Regions from separate parts of the Pan troglodytes genome. Here regions 2 and 3 are each linked to region 1. The links are chromatin contacts, called in public HiChIP or PLAC-seq maps. All regions are on one chromosome and are shown on one strand. Each heading gives the region's core, a stretch centred on a gene start, on an enhancer-like site or on the middle of the called end of the contact. The rest is flanking DNA. Distances are from core to core; before and after follow the strand shown.

Region 1 (4,652 bases), core at 694-3,193:
CATATGTAGAATATACATAAAAACTTTATTTTTCATTGCTATATTCACAGACCTCAGAAGAGTTGCACCGCACAAGAAAAGGCACTCAATCTCACTCATTCTTCCTAACATCTCAACAGCATCTTGCGATACGAATGTCTTACCATTCAACCATTTCAGTGCTGACGAACTTGTCAAACTTTCCCCACGAAAACAACCAAATCTCAAACTGACATTACCAGCCCAGATGTTTTCCCCTAAGCTTCAAATCTGAAATACTGAACTGCCCGATCTACACAACTGCATTATCAGGTCTAATAGACAACGCAAGCTTCGAAAAGCCCAAACCGGAAATCTTTAGTCCTTCCCCCACAAGAAACTTTCTTAACATCTTATTTAAACCAAAACCCCACATTCAATCTATTAGCCAGTCCTTTCTGTTCTACCTTCACAATTTCTATCGATATTTGTTTCTCTCCATACCAGGCAATTTCATCTTGTCCAAATGAATGCAAAAGTATTCTTGCTGCCGTTCTTATCTCCTCGAGTCTAATCTCCACACAGCAGAGTAACCGTATTAAGACAAATTAGCAGGTCATTCCTCTGCTTAAATCCTTTCGATTGGCCGAGCACGGTGGCTCACGCCTGTAATCCCAGCACTTTGGGAGGCCGAGGCAGGTGGATCGCTTGAGGTCAGGAGTTCAAGACCAGCCTGGCCAACATGGTGAAACCCCGTCTCTACTAAAAAGCAAACAAACAAACAAAAACAACTAGCCAGGCGTGGTGGTGGATGGAGGCCTGTAATCCCAGCTACTCGGGAGGCCAAGGCAGGAGAATCGCTTGAACCCGGGAGACGCAGGTTGCAGTGAGCCAAGATTGCGCCACTGCATTCCAGCATGGGCAACAAGAGCGAAACTCCATCTCAAAAAAAAAAAAAAATCTTTCGATCATTCCTCAAAACATCTAGAATAAAGTCCGAATTCCCTATAATCTGTTAAATTCTAACACGCCTCCTGCCCACCTCTTCAACGGGAGGAAATAAAATCCTCTAATGCAGAACGGGTCTCCCCAAACGGCGGGGCCACGTGTTATACGTAACATGGCTCTCAGGTGTAAAGGCCTTCTCCCTCCTCCCAGAGCCCGGGCTATAACAGGCACCCACGCTACTCTGAGTAGTTCCGTGCTTAAGTCTTTCCCTCTCCTCGTCTGTCCAGCATCCGCCTTCCCCCTTTAACGGCTCGCTCTCCCACCTACCTTAAAGATGGCGTAACCCACAGACGTTTCAAACAGCACCAACATGGTGAGGCCGGGTCAGGGCGCCGCACGGCCCGCCAGAAGCTGTGGAGTCAGTTCAAAAACACCGACTACGCGGCCTCAAAAGGCCTCCTAGGCCGCGGCGGGCAAAGCACAAATGCGCTCGCCGTCCCGCAGAGAATCAGAACACGCTGCCTAAGCCCTCCACGCTGTACTGGAACTAGGACGCACGAACGCGCTACTCCTTCTCTGAGGATTCTGGGATAGCGACGTCACTTCCGACAGAAGACTGCCGCAGAGATTGCCGTCACTTCCAGAATGTTCCCGCCACAGCGGGCTGGGGCGGGCCGAGAAAGTTTGTATCGCGGGATCTAGGGCCTGAACGGAGCCTTTGCGCCTTTTTTTCTTTTTTTGAGGCGGAGTCTCGCTCTGTAACCCAGGCTGGAGTGCAGTGGTGTGATCTCGGCTTGCTGCAACCTCCGCCTCCCGGGTTCAAGAAATTCTCTTAGCCGGGCGCAGTGGCTCACGCCTGTAATCCCAGCACTTTGGGAGGCCGAGGCGGGCGGATCACAAGGTCAGGAGATCGATCGAGACCATCCTGGCTAACACGGTGAAACTCCGTCTCTACTAAAAATACAAAAAATTAGCCGGGTGTGGTTGCAGGCGCCTGTAGTCCCAGCTACTCGGGAGGCTGAGGCAGGAGAATGGCCTGAACCCAGGGGGCGGAGCTTGCAGTGAACCAAGATCCTGCCACTGCACTCCAGCCTGGCGACAGAGCGAGACTCCGTCTCAAAAAAAAAAAAAAAAAAAAAAATTCTCCTGCCTCAGCCTCCCCAGTAGCTGGGACTAGAGGCACACACCACCACGCCCAGCTAATTTTTGTATTTTTAGTAGAGATGGGGTTTCAGCATGTTGGCCAGGATAGTCTCGATCTCTTGACCTCGTGATACGCCCGCCTCGGCCTCCCAAAGTGCTGGGATTACAGGCGTGACCCACTAGGCCCGGCCTTTTTTTTTTTTTTTTTTTTTTTGAGACAGTCTGGCTGTTGCCCAAGCTGGAGTGCAGTGGCACTATCACGGCTCACTGCAACCTCCAACTCCCAGGCTCAAGCGATCCTCCCACTTCACCCTCCGGAGCAGCTGGGACTACAGGCCTGTGCCACCACACCCAGCTAATTTTTTGTAGAGACAGGGTTTCACGATGTTGCCCAGGCTAGTCTCGGACTCCTGACCTCAAGGGATCCTCCCACCTCGGCCTCCCAAAGTGCTGGGATTACAGGCGTGAGCCACCGCGCCCCGCCACCGCTAGAGATTTAAAGGGGAAAAACTTCACGATATTATTTTGTTAACCCTCTATGAATTATATGTTCACTTTGAGAGAAACGAGGAGCTGTTTCGGTGCCAGTCTGCCTCAGGCATCTAGAATTTGAAATGCCAGCTAGTGCCGTTAGACTTTATCCCCTTTCAAGCCCTGCCTTGAGGCGAAGGCCTCAGAATAACACCATTACTGTCACTATATTTGTGAGCATTCCTGGCCGTTCTTTTCTGTCTGGCCAAATGAATTATTAGCACAGTTTTCTTTCAATAAGCCTCTCCTATTTTTGCTGCATTTGTTAAAATGACCCCAGGGTATGAATTTAGAATGTCTTTTTTTTTTCTTTTTCTTCTTTGTTTTTTTTGAGACGGAGTTTCACTCTTGTTGCCGAGGCTGGAGTGCAGTGGTATGATCTCTGCTTACTGCAACCTCTGCCTCCCGGGTTCAAGCAATTCTCCTGCCTCAGCCTCCCGAGTAGCTGGGATTATAGGCATGTACCACCATGCCTGGCTAATTTTGTATTTTTAGTAGAGATGGGGTTCCTCCATGCTGGTCAGGCTTGTCTCGAACTCCCGACCTCAGGTGATCCACCCACCTCGGCTTCCCGAAGTGCTGGGATTACAGGCATGAGCCACTGTGCGGGGCTGAATTTAGACTGTCTTCTTGATTTAGTGTTACTTACTTTTCTGGAAGCCTTTCAGTCTCAGGGACTGGGATTAAATACCCCAGTTGTTTCACAAGTCTGTCTTCCAACAGGGGTAAAATTTCCTTACTCACTTCCCAGGCCCTATATGCAGATTGTTCCTAATCATTAAATTGCAACCTGCTGGGAGAATTGCTTGAACCCAGGAGGCGGAGGGTGCGGTGAGCCGAGGTGGCACTACTGCACTCCAGCCTAGGCGACACAGCGAGACTCCATCTAAAAAAAAAAAAATTGCAACCTGCTCAAGATTGTGGAACATTAAATAGGTAGCAACTCTGCAACCTGAGATTAAGAGGAAAGAAAATCCTGGGTTGAATAACATAAAGTCACAGGACAGAGGAATCTACGGTGAATTTTTTTTTTTTTTTTTTGTGAAACGGAGTCTCAGTCTGTCGCCAGGGCTGGAGCGCAGTGTCGCGATCTCAGTCACGATCTCAGCTCACTGAAGCCTCTGCCTCTTGGGCTCAAGTGATTCTCCTGCCTCAGCCTCCCCAGTAGCTGGGATTATAGACATGCGCCACCATGCCCAACTAGTTTTTGTATTTTTAGTAGAGACGGGGTTTCCCCATGTTGGCCAGGCTGGGCTTGAACTCCTGACCTCAGGTGATCCGCCTGCCTCAGCCCCCCGAAGTGCTGGGATTACAGGCATGAGCTACCACGCCCGGCCTAGGGTGAATTCAAGAGCATAATTGGCCGAGTGCATGGTTCACGCCTGCTATGATCTCGCCATTACACTCCAGCCTGGGCTACTAAGCAAGACCCTGTCTCAAAAAAGAAAAAAAGCATGGTTGATTATAGTTACAGCTGTAATCCAGTGTGGTCAGGGAGACAAGAGAGATGAAAATTACCTGATTGGGAGAGGGGTATGTGTGGGTGGGTGAGATGTTAGAAACACCATGTCTGTTTACAGTGTTATTTAACTGCACAGTATTTTTCTGTCTAGTCTCCTTAGCAGAAGTGACATCTGCTAGAGAATTGAGTCTACTTTACACATATTTGTGTCTGTATAGGATGTTATGTTGTGCCACTCATGAAATAGAATCTAATTAATTCTTAAAAATTTAATGAATGAATGTCTGCAGGAAGTAAAAATTCTTTTCTTTACGTGTAAAGCCTTAAATCCTATTCCCAAAATGAAATGAAACCACTTATTCAATGAGAAATCTCTTTGCCATGGTATGTCCTAGAATTTGTCCTTGCACGTTACCATTTACATAGTCACCTCCATATGATGCTTTAATCAGGAGTTCAGAGCTGACTCTGATTTTGGGTTTGTAACTTGGCCAAATAAAGTAATTGGAGATTTTCTTTCTTTCTTTCTTTCTTTTTGAGATGCAGTCTTGCTCTGCTGCCCAGGCTGGAGTGTAGTGGCATGATCTTGGCTCACTGCAACCTCTGTCTC
Region 2 (4,652 bases), core at 591-3,090, 480 kb after region 1:
ACCAAGCTATAACCCAACCACCCTGGGCACATGTTCTCAGGACTTCTTGAGGCTGTGTCCCAGGCCATGGTTACTCATGTTTCGATCAGAGTATATTTAACCTCTTCAAATATTTTATAAAGTTTGTCTTTTTTCATCAACAGAACAAAGTCTTTCCTTTGGGGAGATTAGGGATCCTGAGTTCAGGATCTTCTAAGAAGAAAGAGGGAGAAGAAAAGGACTCGGTGAAAAGGAGCCGGGCTCGGTGGCTCGCGCCTGTAATCCTAGCACCTTGGGAGGCTGAGGCACGTGGATCAATTGAGGTCAGGAGTTCGAGACCAGGCTGGCCAACATGGTGAAATCCCATCTCTACTACAAACACAAAAATTAGCCGGGTGTAGTGGCGGGCACCTGTAATCCCAGCTATTTGGGAGGCTGAGGCAGGAGAATCGCTTGAACCTGGGAGGCGGAGGTTGCAGTGAGCCGAGATCGCGCCACTGCACTCCAGCCTGGGCGACAGATCGAGACTCCCTGTAAACAAAACAAAACAAATCAAAACTGGTTGCAGGTAGGTTTTGTGGTAGTGGCTGATGGGATTTGGGATTTAAGGAAATTCACCTCTAGTGGTCTCACTTTCCTCAGAGATGTAAGAGACAAAATTTTTTATTTTTATTTTTACCAAAGCGGGTGAGTGAGTAGAGTTCAGTAAGAGGTTAGAAGAGCGTGAGGGCTGGGAACAGCAGGGGAGGGGAATAGGAGATAATCTGAGTAGCAATGTGTAAACGTGACTGTCTTAGGCTCAGCAATATTGCGTAGTCGCACATGGAAGTCCCGACTGAAGTTGGACACTTTTCGTTCGCAGTGGTGCCAATTTTCAGGGTTGTGTGATTTTCTGCACCGATGCAGGAGTGTGCAAGGTTGGTTGAACTGTTGCAGACTAACAGTTTTGCAGGTGGGCGAAGGATCAGGGAGGAAATTGAGTTGAGGGTGTTGGTGAATAGGATATAGGAGTTTCAGAACCCGACTACACATCTGTCGTTGATGGTCTAAATATTTGCATGTTTGCAGGTCCAGCGATGGCACAATGCCTAGCAGCAGAAGGTTTCCACCCACTGTGCGACATGAGTGGCAGCCCTGGAAAATCATAAAATCATGGGAGGACTTGAGAGTGCAGGCTGGGTGGGGTGGGACTGTGGCTGCGAAAAACAGTGTTATGAAACTGCGCGGGACAAGAAAGCTGATTTTACTGATTGTATATTGGGGAGTACTACGGGAATCACTGGAGAGGCCACTTCATTTTCTCCTATCCCACCCCATCTTTTGGGGTTGCAACTAACCAGTAAGTTTACACATTGAGAATACAATGGCGAAACGGGGCCGCGAGGCGATGACGTCATTCGCGGGAGTTTGGGGGAGAAGCGACCACTGTTAGGGTACTGTCCATAAAGGCAATTTGAAAATATTTCAGCCTTTTTACTTTTATACTTCCGGCCCTTGCAGTTTGAGGTGGTAACAAACGACTGCTGCTCCCAACCACTTTCACCACTGCCTGTTACCATGGAAGCGCTCGGGTAGCTAGGCTTGGACGACTCTATTCTACGTCATCATCAAAGCGCATCTCAGGAATGATAGCTCCGCCCTAAACTAAGGGAGAGGCTGTGCTCCCAAGTACGTAGCCTGCAGTGCCTAACGCATTCTCAGTAATTTTGACCCCCAACAGACGCCGTCGACAGTCTCCCAAGAACAATTCCCAGGAGCTCGGATTCCAAGAGCCGCCCGCGCCCTCGTTTACCCTCGCTAGTCGCCCTGCAGCCCCGCCCTGTCCGGAGGCCCCGCCCTCCATGAATCAGCTGATCCCGCGGACCCACTGGGTTGCCAAGCTCGCGCCGGATGCGGAGCGCGGTGCTGCCGGTGGAGCTTCAGGTGAGCGAGCGTGGGTCCCGGGTTGGCTATTGGCTAAGGAGGGCTTATCGGCTGGGACCCCTTGTATGCGGAAGGCCGGGGACAGGGAGCTAGGCGGAGGCTGTGGTCGAGGCCGGAGAGCGCCCTGCGGGGGCCTGCGGAGACGGCGCCCGCATTTTCCCAGCTCTGGGTGCGATCGACTGCTCCTGCCGGTCCAGCAGCGCCCGAGGCGGCCCCTGCCTTGGCCCCAGGTTCTCCCACTTGCCCCGGTCTCTCCCTCGCCAGACTGGGCGCCGCTGCAGTGGTCTCAGCTGCGTGAAATTCCTTCAAGTCCCCTCTTCCCGCCTCCACCCACGCTGCCTTCCAGCTATTCATTCACGAGAATTTCTTGAATGCCCACACTAGGCGCTGAGCTGATAAACTGGGGTCCGTGGCCGGGAACCCTGCTGAGTGTCCCTGGCGGCCTTGCCACAGGGTGCAAATCGCGTTGAAGAGTGGACCAAGGGCTACTTGAAAAGGCGGTTGCGGAGAAAGAAAATGGCTTTGATAATAAGAATTAGTAGTTTAGGCAAGTCTTTGAGCCTATCAAGTAATTCATCAAGAGGAGAAGATAAGTTATTTTGAGAAGCGAAGCCAGAAAAATAACACAGGTCCTTGACGCTGGTGTTCGTCCTCGGATAATAGGGCTACTTTGGAGACAGGCAACAGTAGACTGGTAGAATCGTACTATTGCTTAAGGCTTTGATGGTGGAAGAGAAAAAACACTCTTGTTGAAGTGGCATATCCAAGAACAGTGCTTTCTTTCTGGTTTAGGATGGAGAAGGAACTGACTGCTGTACCCAAGTGAAGATCTTTACTCAGTTACCCTTATATTTGGCTATATGGAATAAAATTGTGTGATATGTTTATTCTGAGCAGGTACAAAACTTCAGCAAACCTATTGGTCCCACATTTCCCCCCCCCCCCCATTTATCATATGATTTGGAGTGACCGGTTGACCTTTGAATTAATGAATAATTTAAAGCAGTGAAAAATTTGTTTTTGCAGTAAACTACAGTGTTTTAACCTTGATAACATAAGCATAGTGGTTAAGAGTCTAGGCTTTGTATCTGAACATACCCAGAGTCACATCCATTTACATCTTTGATTTTGGGCAAGTTATTTAATCTCTCTGCCTCAGTTCTCTTGTCTCTAAATTGGGGATAAAAATGTTTTCCTGATAACAGTACCTTTACATGTAATGGTTCATGTATCGTATTTATTACAGTGCCTGTTTTATGGTAAATATTCAATACATATTAGCTGTTTTTATAGTTAATTCCACCCACTACATCATGATCCAAACTGACTCTTTTCTTAAGTGATGGGGAAGGGAACTGAATATTTTAAGGAAGTAGCTATAAAATATGATTTCAAGTTGTTCTGTAGTAATTTTGGTGTTCCATAAGGACATTTTAATGTGAAAAAGATACTGACAGAATCTATACATGGTTTGAATTTATTAGTTTCTAAACTATGACCAGTATTAGCAGATTTAAAATTCATAATTATAGCAAGAAAACGTCAAAGTTGTTTAATAGTGTTAAAATTTGAAACTGTAATGATCCAGAAAAATGAAATACCAAACCGATAATTTTGGGAAAAAAACAAAACTTGAGTGGCATTATGCAGGCTATTTACTTTTTAAATGTACACAATATAAACAGGAATCCCTTCTCTCCAAATTTCAGTTTTTCAGAATTTGGGCTGTCATTTGAAACACTTACTTTGGGCACTTTGACTGTTAAAGAAGCAAAGGGTATGCTAAGAACTTCAATGAGTCTTGATGTTAGTGTTTTTGTAATTAGGTGGAATCTCCTACCTTTTCATGAAAACTGTAGGTTTAAAGCAGTAGCTGCTGGGTCCATTCTAATGATAATCTCAAAAATGTGACTGACTTGTAAAAAACTACAATTATTTATTAATGTGAGACTAGGTAAAGTATGAGTTGAAAAACTAGGAAGAAAGGCAGAGTGGTGATTTTTAAGCTTGTATAAAGGAAGGCCCGCTTTGGGTACTATGAGGTACCTTTCTCACTCAGAGGCATGCTGTGAGGATTTGTGACTTTTAAATCATTTAGCTCTTTTTATAACTTTGTGGAATTAAATCTACCACGTATTTCAAGTGTATTCAGGATATGAATTTTCCTGGTAGAGTTTTAACAGATTTTTTTCTCTTAACCCGTCATTGATGACCAAACAATTTTGTTGTCTGTAATAAGAAAGTACTCGGTTTTGTAGGGTGTCAGTCCTTAAGAAAATGTTAGGTAGTCATCAATAAAATAGCAACAATCTCTGGCTTGTTTCTTTTTCATATTGCATTTAATTTTCCTTTCCCTGTCTCTTATTCGTCTGTATATGTGATGGTGCTTTCTTTAGCTTATGTCTTGATGTTTGCCTGCATGTAGCTGAACTGATTGATCCAGGTGGGTAGAGGAAAACATATTTAAATTGGTAGTTTTTGGAGCTATTGTATACTTCTTTCAAATTTGAAGAAAATTTACAGTTTTCTCAATACCTATGAGAAAAAGACTGGGGTTTGTTGGCAGAGTTTCGCTTAGCTGCTAGTGAATTATGTCCAGAGAGAAGATCAGCTTTCATCTCATTAATTCCACAAATTGATCATCTCATGTTTCCCTTAATTATCACGTTTTAAATATTTTTCTTTTGAGTCATCACACAGTTCTTCAGTTCACATGGCCTCCCTATCAGGAAGGGAGTGGTTTAGACCCA
Region 3 (4,652 bases), core at 1,398-3,897, 460 kb after region 1:
ACACCATGACTAAAACAGATTAAGAAAGTATAAAGGGCCAGGGGCAGGAGAGTTGCTTGAACCCAGGAGGCAGAGGTTGCAGTGATCTGAGATCGCACCACTGCACTCCAGCCTGGGTGACAGAGATTCCATTCCAAAATAAATAAATAGATAAATAATAAAATAAAATAAATCTGTATGTCCCCTACAATCCTGTTTTAACAAGTAAAAATAATAATAACAGCATAAATACTAAGATAAATAATAAATATTTAGTCTTGGAGTAGTTATACAAAATTTTTCTTTTTTTGTTTTTGGCCAGTTAAGTGAAGCAGCGGGAGTGGAGAAGGAACAAAGAAATCTGTAACTGGTTGTGACCAAGTAGTTGTAAACACCACTGCACTCGGATCAGCTATATTTTTAAAATTAATATTTAACCACTATTGAGCCATTACTTTTCTCTCTATTGGAGTAACATAAAGAAAAAAGTGACCATCCAACTTTCCCACCTTGACTAAAAGGGGAATTCATGGATCTTTTACATATATTTAACAAAGTTGGTTGTTTACCAAAATTAGTACTTAGCTTTTGAATAAGCAGTATTTTTATTCTCCAGACATTTTGTGTATTTTGCAAATATAAAAAATCTAGGATTTATCATCTTTTGCATGTACCATAATTTGCAGAAACCAACTTCAGTTTCTTCTATAAAGGCCAGGGGGAGGAATGAAGCAGCAAATTCCAGGTTGCCATTACAAACCTCTGTCATTGTGATTTAGGGAGGGATATAAAAAACCTGTTAGAGACGCTTTACCAACTGTGCCTCCCACAGGCCTGAAGAGTGATAATTGTTCTTTGGGTCAGTAGTAGAGAATGTCTATTTTCTTTGAATTCTCTGAATTGAATGCAAGAAGGGAAAGGCTGATAAACATTTAAGTGGGCTGATTTTAATTAGGGCAGGGCAGGTTTGTTTTTCTTTCAAGGCTGTTTAAGTCATCATGTCTCTCTCCCTGTCGGCCATGGTGTCTTGCACAGGTCCTGAGTGCTATGAACTTCTATGATGTCTCACCTGGCTTTATAATGTGAAATTGGGGGGGCGGGACTCTCATCTCTAAAGTCTCTCCCAGCTATGTGTCACTCACCTGCTAATCCCCTTGTAAACTGTAGCATAAGAGCCTTCACCCAGCTTCTCCAAGTTCAAGTAAGATGAGGCTGCCCCAAAAGGGAGGCTCTTCCTCTGCTCTAGGGGAATGGGGAAAAGGAGCGGGTGAAAGGGAAGAGAGAAAGAGCACTTTTTTTAGTGTTGACTTTTTTTCCCCAGGGAAATTAGACAGCATTGCCAGAGCAGACTTGGGAAGGCTCGCTCAGTAATTGCCCTGGAAGCAAGGGCCAGCCTCCGTAGACAAGCTCACATTAAATTCTTCTTGATCAACATCAGCTGCTCACTCACCCACTGAAAACCCTGCCTCAGATCCTCTTCCTGAAAAGAATCACTGTTACTCCGTGGCCTTTTACTCTTGAACTTCTGGGCACGGACAGCTTGAAGTCCCCTGGGGTGAAATGAAGTCATGGAACATGATGCTTCTTTTAGGTCTGTTAGCTAGAGAAAAAAGAAAGAGCAGAAATAAAATTTATGCAAAGTAAAGATTCAGTGCCTGGTAAAACCATTTTTTCTTTATTTGCCTCATTTTCACTCTTCAAATGTTTTCTAAGCTTCCTGTACCCCCAAAAGGCACTTTTCTTGAAAGATCCCTGAAAAAGACCATAATGGTATCAACTCCTGAAATACTACATTCTTTCTTCACCTAAAAATGTGTCTTTAACATTCAGGTTAACCTAAATCTCTTTGATGGATGTTTTGCAACTTTTTTCTGATTAAGTCTGGCTTTTTTTTTTCATGTCCACTTAATTTATTGCTGTAGGGGAATAATCTATGGCATTGCTAATAATCATGAACTAATTACTAAAGTTTCAAATCCATAGCATACCAACTAATACTGCAGCTTGCCTTTTAAGTTTCAGCTCTGTAATTTAGGACCTTAGAGATTTTGAGAGAACTACTTTCTCGACTTCAAGCCAAGTGAGTTTCGTGCAGCCCAAAGCCAAGGATTATTTTTCCCTTTTGGTTTACAAGAAATTCCCCAAATTTGATAACTACAGCCATAAATTTTCTGTGACTTTAATAGAATTTTCATTTTATTGGTTTAGACCTACCGCAGAAGAATCAGACCCCGCTACAAAAAGGGAGTGTCTGAACTCCTTGGTTTATCAATAGAGAAAGATGCTCTCTCCTGGGATACAAATACCTTGAACGCAGCCTCCGTGGTCTCAGGCTGACTCCTCCGACAGCTGTGTGCCTCGCCTCCCTCTGAACAACGATAGCAGCTGCATCCAGGCTGTACAGTCTTTGCACACAGCTCTTGACCCATAATCTTCTAGGTTCAAGGAGAAAACCCGCACTTGAACCTTTCCCCCACTGCCTCTCCTATCCTTGTTCTCTCCCTTTTTGCCAGAGGTCAGCAGCGTGGAGCTTTCATATGACTCACATGATGGCTCTGCCTGGAGCAGCCTCACAACTTCAGCAGTTTTTCCTTATCAGTGCAAGAAACTCCACATCAGACAGGGATTGCTTGCATTCAGATGTGCACAACTGAAAACGAGGCAGCTGCTATTGAATAGAATGAAATTTGGCACAGTTAAGGTTCTTGTTCTGGCCACAAGTTACTGCTATTGGTATACATAGTTTTTAGGGATTGACATTGCTTATCTATGCAATGATATTTATATGATATCATTGATGGTGATATTGATATTAGGTTTTCCTGATGCTAAAGTGGACATGTTGAGGAGTATTTTTCTCCCTACCTTTTATCTGAAAGCATTTTGGTTTTCAGACTTTAAAACAAATTTGCTACCTAGCTAACTTTTAGTAGTCAAAGAAACCACAGAATCATAAAACAGGAAAAAAGTTGAAGATATCTACTGCATCTCTTTGCCTTCAAACAATAGTGTGTCCAATAGTCTTAGAAGGGTTGCCATTCATTCATTTATTCAAAAACTATGTGGTGAGCACCTATGTTGTTCTTAACTGTACAAATGATGATATTAGCCAATGGTGATGGAGAGAGAGGAGTTTGAATGAAATACTTTCTTCCTTTCTTGCTTGCTTCCTTCCACATATATGTAATTAATGTTTACTATATGTAAAGTACTATATTAATAGCACAACATGTCAAGGAATCTGGCTTAAATTGGTTTGCAGTCTGTAGTCTTCAAATGCAACACTTTTCTCTGTTAGATTCCTAAGATTATTGCCACTATAATGTACTAATCATAAAGTGAGACAGAATGGAGGATATATAAACAATCATTATTAAGGGAAAAAATAAGAGTTATGTCTATTATCACAACAATATTTATGAATATTTGATATTCGAACCTCATGATGGTTTTTTTAAATGTTCAGGTAATTTCATTATGAGCATGTATTTTTTCATTTCAAAATTGCCACAAGAGAAGAGACTTAAGCCAATTCCAAGATTCAATCTAGAGATATTTTTTGAAAAAAAAAAAAAAAGAAGAAGAAGAAAAGGAAGACTACTTGGCTCAAAGACCATTCAACTTTTTTTTTTTTTTTTTTTGAGACAGAGTCTCGCACTGTCGCCCAGGCTGGAGTGCAGTGGCGCAATCTCGGCTCACTGCAAGCTCCGCCTCCCGGGTTCACACCATTCTCCTGCCTCAGCCTCCTGAGCAGCTGGGACTACAGGCGTCTGGCACCGCACCCGGCTAATTTTTTGTATTTTTAGTAGAGACGAGGTTTCACCGTGTTAGCCAGGATGGTCTCGATCTCCTAACCTTGTGATCCACCCACCTTGGCCTCCCAAAGTGCTGGGATTACAGGCGTGAGCCACCGCACCCGGCCAAAGACCATTAAAGTTTTGACTGACAACTGAGAGAGTGAAAAGCTAGTTTCTCAGAATATTTAATTCCATTTGAATTTATAATAATATAATTATAATACATTTTATCAGAAATGCTAATTTCTTCCTAAAAGATTGTGAATTTCATCACATAAAAGTTATGTCCCAGGTCAAGTTTATGATGTCTTTTCTTGCATTTTTTTTTTTTTTTTTTTTTTGGAAACAGGGTCTCCCTCTGTCTTCCAGGCTGGAATCCAGCTAGGTGATCACTGTTCACGGCAGCCTCAGCCTCCTGGGCTCAGTGATCCTCCCACCTCAGTCTTCCGAGTAGCTAGCTGCAGGCCTGTGCCAAGACAACCAGCTAATTATTTTTTATAGACACAGGGTCTCACTATGTTGCCCAGGCTTGTCTTCAACTCCTGGCTTCAAGCATTCGTCCTACCTCAGCCTCCCAAATAGCTGGAACTGGGGGTGCACGCCACCATGCCTGGAAAATTTTTTTATTATTTGTACAGACAGAGGTTTCACTATGCTACGTAGGCTTGTCTCCAAATCCTGAGCTCAAGCGATCTTCCTGCCTCCCAAAGTGCTGGAAATACACGCGTGAGCCACAGCATTGGCCTATAGCCTGATTATTAAAGGTGTAAATTGCTATGTTTAGATACTAGAATTAACTACTTTTTTTTTTTTTCTTCCAGAGACAGGGTCTTGCTTTCTTGCTCAGGCTGGAGTGCAGAAGCTATTCACAGGCAT

The links. HiChIP or PLAC-seq counts read pairs in DNA pulled down with a chosen protein or histone mark.
Region 2: a contact with region 1 is called in an H3K4me3 HiChIP or PLAC-seq map of stem cell-derived excitatory neurons, with 7 times the contacts expected there. The contact joins the promoter of ALS2 here to the promoter of NOP58 in region 1. A contact is called at or near these places in 1 of 7 Hi-C or Micro-C datasets (stem cell-derived neural progenitor cells) and 1 of 1 datasets of contacts at active chromatin or transcription factors (stem cell-derived excitatory neurons).
Region 3: an H3K4me3 HiChIP or PLAC-seq map of stem cell-derived excitatory neurons shows a contact between it and region 1, with 5 times the contacts expected there. The contact joins the promoter of CDK15 here to the promoter of NOP58 in region 1. A contact is called at or near these places in 1 of 7 Hi-C or Micro-C datasets (stem cell-derived neural progenitor cells) and 1 of 1 datasets of contacts at active chromatin or transcription factors (stem cell-derived excitatory neurons).

What each region holds. Positions count from the first base shown.
Region 1 is chr13:104,291,796-104,296,447 of NHGRI_mPanTro3-v2.0_pri, reverse strand. NOP58 (NOP58 ribonucleoprotein) reads right to left here and starts at 1,943. Exons shown (of 15, transcript XM_516036.8): 1 at 1,234-1,943. The coding sequence starts at 1,278.
Region 2 is chr13:103,809,018-103,813,669 of NHGRI_mPanTro3-v2.0_pri, reverse strand. It overlaps ALS2 (alsin Rho guanine nucleotide exchange factor ALS2), which reads left to right and starts at 1,840. Exons shown (of 34, transcript NM_001079920.1): 1 at 1,840-1,902.
Region 3 is chr13:103,835,431-103,840,082 of NHGRI_mPanTro3-v2.0_pri, reverse strand. It overlaps CDK15 (cyclin dependent kinase 15), which reads right to left and starts at 2,647. Exons shown (of 14, transcript XM_009444001.5): 1 at 2,286-2,647; 2 at 1,430-1,579; 3 at 1,122-1,216. The coding sequence starts at 2,408.